2 separate regions of the Mus musculus genome follow, and region 1 is linked to region 2. A link is a contact called in public promoter capture Hi-C data. All regions are on one chromosome and are shown on one strand. Each heading gives the region's core, a stretch centred on a gene start, on an enhancer-like site or on the middle of the called end of the contact. The rest is flanking DNA. Distances are from core to core; before and after follow the strand shown. Region 1 overlaps Dclk1 (doublecortin-like kinase 1). Region 2 overlaps Ccdc169 (coiled-coil domain containing 169).

What was found. Promoter capture Hi-C pulls out the DNA fragments that hold promoters and counts their contacts.
Region 1: a promoter capture Hi-C map of hippocampal neurons shows a contact between it and region 2, with 4 times the contacts expected there. The contact joins two enhancer-like sites. A contact is called at or near these places in 6 of 39 promoter capture datasets (the 3T3-L1 cell line, cranial neural crest, embryonic stem cells and 2 more), 1 of 15 datasets of contacts at CTCF or cohesin (the NIH/3T3 cell line), 4 of 484 Hi-C or Micro-C datasets (embryonic fibroblasts, embryonic stem cells, nephron progenitors and 1 more) and 1 of 9 other capture datasets (pancreatic islet).

What each region holds. Positions count from the first base shown.
Region 1 is chr3:55,282,275-55,286,037 of GRCm38.p6, forward strand. All of the region lies in intron 3 of Dclk1 (doublecortin-like kinase 1), which reads left to right. Among named protein-coding and RNA genes, the nearest start is that of Gm25132, 21 kb to the right of the region's middle. Within about 2 kb of position 2,132, at least 48 of the 459 cell types and tissues checked have an H3K27ac peak or open chromatin away from gene starts, as enhancers often do. A contact at or near this core is called in hippocampal neurons, where this site is marked.
Region 2 is chr3:55,152,939-55,157,015 of GRCm38.p6, forward strand. All of the region lies in intron 4 of Ccdc169 (coiled-coil domain containing 169), which reads left to right. Among named protein-coding and RNA genes, the nearest start is that of Ccdc169, 15 kb to the left of the region's middle. Within about 2 kb of position 1,508, at least 9 of the 459 cell types and tissues checked have an H3K27ac peak or open chromatin away from gene starts, as enhancers often do. A contact at or near this core is called in hippocampal neurons, where this site is marked.

The sequences.
Region 1 (3,763 bases), core at 882-3,381, 130 kb after region 2:
GATAGTGTCCTTAAGACTTCCATAGCTTCTAGCCTTCGTGGTACGAGATGATATTTAGCAGTGTATAAGGAAAAGGGCAACTTAGGAGAAAATGTATTTAAATCACCTTGAATTCTTTTCCTTTCTTTTCTTTTTTCAAGAAAGGGTTTCTCTGTGTAGGGTTGGCTATTCTGAAACTTATTCTGTAGATCAGTCTGGCCTAGAACTCACAGAGATCTGTCTGCCTCTGCCTCCTGAGTGCTGGGATTAAGGGCGTGAGCCACCACTGCCCGGCTTCACCTTGAATTCTTAATTTCATTGTGTTAAAAATTATCCAACTCTAATTGGTTTCTTTTAAAATTTGCTTTTGGTTTAGTCATTTGATGAATGTTGCATTAAGTTTGGTGTCCATTTAAATACTTGTTTTGTGATATGGGGAATGCAAAACTCCCAAACCCTCTGTGTAACTGTATAAAGAGGCTTTTCTCCAGAACTACTTGTCAGTTTTCTTTTGGAAGCAAAAATCACCCCTGGTTGAGAACCCTTGATTTAAAATCAGCATTACCCCCACCTCTTTTGAAAAATAGGACAAATGCATGTTGTGGGACTGGAAACTAGAAGTAGTGATATATATCCAAGACAGCCAACTATTAGATAAAGTAAGAAGCAAAAAACGTGTGTATTTCTGTACAGAATATTTTCAGACAGGATTAGTATAGCCCAGGATGAGTAATGTCTGGGAAAGGTTAGAACATGGTTGACTTTCAGTCTCCTGCAGGAAACAGACCAATCAGCCCACTCCTGTTGACCTTGATGAGTATTTCCTGAGGGTTTTATTAGCTCCAACCAGTGGAAGAGAACGGCAGATGTCCTGGAAGCTTTCTGCACAATCCCTAACTCCTGCTCTGATGCTTAGGCATGGCCAGATATCCCGCCCGGCTTTGTCTGTGCCTGGATCTGCCATGGCATGGTTTGCATTGGTGCTTGTCCTGTTGCTTCAGCTCAGCCTTCTGCTTTCCTTTCTTGCATTCCTCCACTCTAGTCTTTCTTTCCCAGCAACTCTTCATCACGTTAAACATAAACCATCAGGTCTTCTTCTGCCGTAGCTCATTTCTTGGTAAAACTGACACTAGGTGATGTGAAGCCTTTGAAGTCATCCTTCTCTCTCATTACTGCAAACATGTGTCCGTGATATTGCAGGATTACCAATGGGCTGGCCATGGCCAGTGGTTTAGAGCACATTGTTAGGGACAAGCCACCTTTGATACATACATTGAGTTATTTATTTCTAAAATCTGAAAAAGTCAGGATTCCAATGCAGTTGGCTCTGCTATTACTTAGAGCAAGCAGTTGGCTCTGCTATTACTTAGAGCAAGAACTCTTTTTTTTTTTTTTTTTTTGAGACAGGTAGCCCTGACTGTCCTGGAACTCACTCTATAGACCAGGCTGGCCTCAAACTCAGAAATCTGCCTGTCTTTGCCTCCCAAGTGCTGGGATTAAAGGCATGTGCCATCACCGCCCGGCAGAGCAAGAACTCTTAACGATAGGACATGTTGTTGATTTCTTGAAAAATTCAGGTGTGGCATATGTGTGACTCCCATGTTTAGCCAACCTCATCCTTTCCCCCATTTCTGCACAACCATCTATTGCCTCCTCTGTGAGAAAAATCTGCTGTCCAGAAAGCTAGAGTGAAGCATTGTTAGAACCAGCGGAAACATGCTGGCAGAGAGGTCTTATTTTACATAGGAGTGAAGAGCATAGAATTCTGTTTGGGATCTGGAAATAATTTTGTACCTTGTAGATGATTCTAAAAACACGTCACCTCCAAGAGCCATTTTTTTAAAACATATAAATATTTGATATCTTTCATTTGAATCCTGAAAATGTCCACCAAGATGCTAAAGTCAGGGATCAAATGTGGCATGCTTTTAACAATGGTTTATCTCATTTAAACTTTAAAAATAGAACATGCTTTGCTGTCAGGTAGTCAGTAGCGATGATAAGAATAGCCACTTTCTGTGTCTAATGTTGCCTTTACAGTTGCTTTGTTTTATAGCTTTATAAATTGGGCTTTCTGGTTTCCTTGGAAACCCATTTGTGGACATCGGTTGCTAAGGAACAGCCTTTGCTGCACAAAGCTTTAAAAAAACTGCATGTTGGCTGCGAGTGACTTCATTCTTGGCAGTGACAGGCAGTGGAAACCTGAGGTTCAGTCAAGGGAGGCCTCCATCTTGATTTTCAGCCTGAGGGAATCTTATAAATTCTGACCTTGTTCTCCTAGTGGTTATAAAAGCTATGGGTATCTATAAGGATGGAGCCTTTCAGAGCATCTGGCTTTCAGCTCTACCTCATCAGACACTTGATGGAAATGATTTATTCAACAAAGGGAATCTGTTGCTGTAGTGATGATATTTCAAGTAGACTGTACGATCTTATTCCTTAAATTAACATTGTAAAACAATGAGGGGGAGATCTCAGGGCTTGGGAGGTAGGGGCAGGAGAAAGTTTAGGAGTTGAGTTTAAGGTGCACCTGGAAAAAGACAAGCAGCAGTTGTATGTATTTGCGTGGTTTGGAGGAGGGTGATGACCTTGGAATACATCTGATCTGTAGTTGATAATCATTTAGTTTGAAGAATTAAGAACTGTCTTTCATACAATACTATCACCAAATGGTTACCCAGTTAAGCAATTAAAAACTATAATCAATGTTTGTTACACTGGCACAAAAGGGAAATTATAGTTCTTAAAGAAATATATTTCTAACTTTGGCTATATAATGTTTTACAGTGGTCTCATACACTAATCTTAGGCATCAGCAGCAGAGGACATGCCAATCTGTCACTGTGTCCCTATGCTATTTTTATGGATAAGTGTTGCTCCTTGACATTGAGATAGAAACATTGTCATTCTGGTCCCAAGGTCAAGTGTGTGCATCTTTCCATAGCTCATGTTTGAGCCAGATAAGCCATGTTCTTTGTGAGGGCTCACTTGTACGATGGTGAATGGGGTTGGAATTCAATCTAGCCGATGCACTATTCATCCTCTCTGCTTTGTTTTGGCTAATGGATTTCTGTACATTCCTTGTACTCTGCTCTGGATCTTCATGTGCTTTGATAGGTACGTTATTTTTGCAAACTAAGAATCCCTTGCTTGTCCTTGGACAGGTTGGATGACTTCTCTCCATCTCTTGTTCATTGTCTAAAATACATGACTGATGGCTGCGTCAGTGTTAAGATAACATGTGTGAATGTCTGGTGAGGTAAACACTGAGGACCCTTGAACTGCATCAGCTTTCCAAAAGAGCCAAATCTGTAGTGGTGAATCAGTAGCTGCCTGGGCTGCAGGTAGAAGCAGAGACTGATGACAAAAGAGGTTTAAAACTATATTGTCGGGCTGGCCATTCACTGTTGAATAACCCATTTAGCTGAATAATTCTACAGTATATAAATACCTCAATAAAGCTGTTTCTGAAAGTGTTTGCTATAGGCAGAAGTAGAATATTAAACCTTGCTTCTTATGTGCTTTCTAATGCCTTTAACGATATATTTTTATTTTATGTGTATGAATGTTTTGCCTCATGTATGACTGGGCATCCCATGTGTACAGTGACTCTAGACTAGATGAGGTTGTCAAATCCCCTGGAATTGGAGTTTTAGACACTTGTGAGCCACCAGGTAGATGCTAAGAACCAAACTGGGTCCTTTGGAAGGGCAGCCAGTGCTCTTAACCACTGAGCCATCTCTCCAGCCTATCTTGTGCTAGTTCGGAGGACTGTTAGATCATT
Region 2 (4,077 bases), core at 258-2,757:
CCTTCCCAGTTTGTCTTTGTTACGAATCATCAGTTTTTAGGTGCAACTTCCACAGACATACTCACAAACTGATGTCAGATATATAGATATATATAGATATATAGATATAGATAGATATAGATATAAAACAGTGCTATATATTGTAATAATCAGGTTTGTCCACAAGGGGGCATTTGTAATGTCAGCATGAAGAATCTCCTATTAGGGCTGGCGGTGTCTGGAGTTAGCTAAGTTGTATTGTTGTTTCACTCTCTTAAAACCTCAAGCAGGATGTTTTAATTTGTAGCTAGCACCCACCCCTGCCTATTATTGCTGTTGTTGAATTCTTCAGTGCAACAATTTACATTAGTTTTGAGAAAATGGGTCTCAGTTAGGTCTTCCTTCTGTATGGGATAGAGGAATAGGCTTTTTGATTATTTTTATCTTTTGCTTAAATCCTAAGTATATTTTACTTCAGGTATGCAAACACAGCCCTGCTGTGTAACCCTTTCAAAGCAAATTAAAACAAGAATGTAGGTGAACACGCTAAATTAGAATGCTAAGAATCACAGAAGTAGTATGAAATCCCGGTGTCCGTTTTGAGAATTTAGTTTCTAGGAGGGTCTTTAGCTTTAGTTTGTCTTCACTAGACAACTTTCTGGCTTGTGACCATTGATTTCTGCAAACAGATACATACCAGCTTGAAAGATCAGAACCATTTCAGTAAGTTCATTTCAGAAAGACCAGGACCTCCTCTGGATGTGGGGACAGGTCCACCCCTCTGATAAAATCACTTTCCAAATATCTAGGTTAGTAAGTTTGCCGTCAGGAAAACAAAGAATCAAAATCTAGAATGGACCCTAACTTTATCTTAGAATAATTTAGTACTTTTAAAGGTTTTCTTTTGCTGTATACAGTAATTATTCTGTACTAGCCTAGACTCTAGGGTATTTGATGATGGTGGTAGTCTAGGGAAATCCAGGATGGGTTCTTGGTTTCTCCAGTGCATAACTAGTTTTGATGCTGGTCTAATCCCCACCAGATTGCCAAGCAAACCTTTATGTCCGAGCTATACTGTAATTTTAAAGCACTGTGTGTGTGTGTGTGTGTGTGTGTGTGTGTGTGTGTGTGTGTACACACATGCCTGCACGAGTGAGAGAGAGTGGGTGGAGCTCATAGAAGGTCCAGGAAGGAAAATCAGATGCACCCCAGGAATCGTGGCCACGCAGCTGGAGCCATTTGTGCATACGGTGCTGAGGCTGACAAGAGAACATGGGTGCGACAGGAGACAGTGATGGAGAAAGTCAGCGTAGAACGGAACCTACAGTTGATCCGAAGCTGCTGCTGGTTAGCATAGAGATGAGTGCACAGTCAGACCGAGAAAGGCAGTATGATTCCTAAGCTCAGACAGCCGGGCAGGTGGATACTCTCAAGCCTGATTTATTTAAGGATTCATAGTTTGAGTGTAAATTGTCCCCTGTGCCTGAAATGGCAGCACTGCTGTGCTTCTCAGATGTGTCTGAATAGAGTGTTCTATTTTAGCCAACACTCTCTGCTGTGGAGCAAGTGATGGAGGCAGAGGCAGAGGAGTGTATGTCTGGAGCCTGGGCTCTGCTAACACTATTTTTATTTTTAGTGGAAGACTGTAGTTTATCATTTTTGGGATTCATTTTTATGTACCCTCCCATTACAAATGTGTACTCTTGTTTTTTTTTGTATTAAAAATTCATAATCTATTCTCATCTAGCCAAAACCAACAGCTAATGTAAAATTGAAAAACGATGCTTAGCGGTTTTTGACAATGGGTGTATTAGGATACAAATTGTGTAAGTGAAACCACGATGTTGGTTTGGCGAAGCTGAGTTTGAAGTGTCAAGTCAAGATCGAGAACAGACACCCAGGGCTCTGCTTTTAGATTTGGATGTGACACTGGCTAGCAGAGAAATGACAGTTGATGCTTCATGAGAATGGCTGAGCTGACTGGAGGCTGAAACTTCACAGGCAAGAGACGTAAGGACATCTTGGAAGTCTAAGGCTGGAGGCATGGTAGTTTGCATGGGAAAATTGAAGAAGGGACAACAGAGCGCAGAAAGGGATAGCAGTGGTAAGGCCTTGGCCGTGGGGATTTGGCAGCTGCAGGTATGGACGAGGTAGGGTGCAGCAGTGAGCGCTGGTCACTCAGGACTTTGTGTCACCATGTGTAGGGGGTACACTTCCCTTCAGCCGGGAGTCTGTTTCCAGGACAAATGTGCCACAGCTGTGGATCTCAGTGCTTTACAAGTAGAAGGTGAGAGTGAGACACAGCACCAAGAAAGTAACTGTGCGTTTCTAAGAAGCAGAGCTTGAGTTTCCATCCATGCTCTCTGACTCTGCATCCCTCCCCCCAAAGCCCCTACACTTAGAAAACTCTGGCCAGGTCAGCATCATGAGGTTGTTTGATTGACAAAGGAAACATAATGGTCCAGGCAGCATGCCTCTGACTCCCCAGTCAGAAGCCTGTTTGACGGGAGGGCCTTAGGAACCTGACTTTGACTCCATGGAGGCTACACTTGCCAAGGTCTGCTCTCTGTCCTCGAGCTCTGGCAGCAGAGAGACAAAGGCAGAGCTATTCCTGGCATACGTGGGAATCCATTGTTGACTGACTGGGCTTAGGGTTTCCTCTTAGGGTTTTTACTAAGCTGTTCTGTATAGGCTGCAAGCAGACAGACTAGGGCTCATCTTCTTCCAGCCAAGCTTCTTGGCCTGCGTGGTGGCGAGCCCATGAGATCGCTCTCCCAGCCTCCTGCTTCTCCCTCTCCTCATCTTCACATGGGCATTCCTGATCTCTGCACTTTTAATCCCACCTTGGCATCTACTTCTCCGAGGACTAGGTATAAAACTAGTGGCTCCAGAAGTGATCTAAGGAAGCAGAAAGGCGGGGCATGCCTGGCTGGGCCAGTGTGGCAGGCAGATGTATCCTGATTGGTGATGACTCCAGTTGGTTGTCCCAGGGTGGCAGTTTACTTTCTAAGGCCAGATCATAACCTTAGGATGTGCCCTAACAGACGGGATACTGTAGAAGAAGCTATGAGGCAGGGGTTTTGGAAATACAGGGTTGCTTAGCATGCAATAGGATAAGGAGAATCGTTAATGAGCAAGATCTTAACTGTGAGATCAGATAGCATTTTTTGGGAGCTCACAGGAAGCCTCTGTCCCCACAGCAGGAGAGCAATCACAGTAGGACATGGGCTGAAATCCACTCTGTGAGATGCATGTGAGTGCCCAGGTCAAATGGATCTGCTACGTGAGAGCAGCCTCGTGGGGCTGGAGCCCAGTGTTACTAGGAAACTAGTGTTTCTTGGCAGATCTAAATGATGTGTTTTAAAAGTGTACTTCGCTGACTCTTTAATATGTATAGTATTATTGATCTTGGTCACCACAATCTGCTTCATTTCATGCTCTTTTAGGAGAGAGGAGACTTCAGCTTTTCTCTCTGCAGGGATGCCTAGTGTCTCTGGTAGTTTGCACTAGAGAAAGGCATGAAGCATACAGTGAAAAAAGGACATGTAGTCTTTGCCTGCACCACATTGTTACTGTGGTACTGGCAATGCCAGCATGTGTGACCCTGGGAACCAGCTTACCAGGGTTCTGATTCTAGCACTCCCAGTGGTCAGCGCCACACCTTTGGGATAATTATATAACCCCCACGGCTGCAATTTTCTCTACATTAAACAGAAAGATGGGCTATCTCATGATGTGTAATGCAAATCAAATGAAGTCATCTATGGAAATACATATATTTTGATTTCTCTTCAGATTTTATAAGCCTTTACTTTTCCCTAGAAATTTCTGTGAAGAGACACAATTCCGAGTCTTGGTCCAATTTTGGAGACCTTGGGACAACAGATCTAATTCTGAAGTAAATCAAGAAGGCACTTAATGTAATTCACCACATGGACCTCAAACTATGACGACTATTCTATGTATTATTGCTGTTACTTTAAGAATGCCTCCTACAGCTCATGGATTCACAGCCGCCGCTGGCTCTTGGCAGACATTCTCCGGGGAAGAGTTTAATGATTTTTAGTTGTTGCTTAGAACCACAAATACATAAAATTC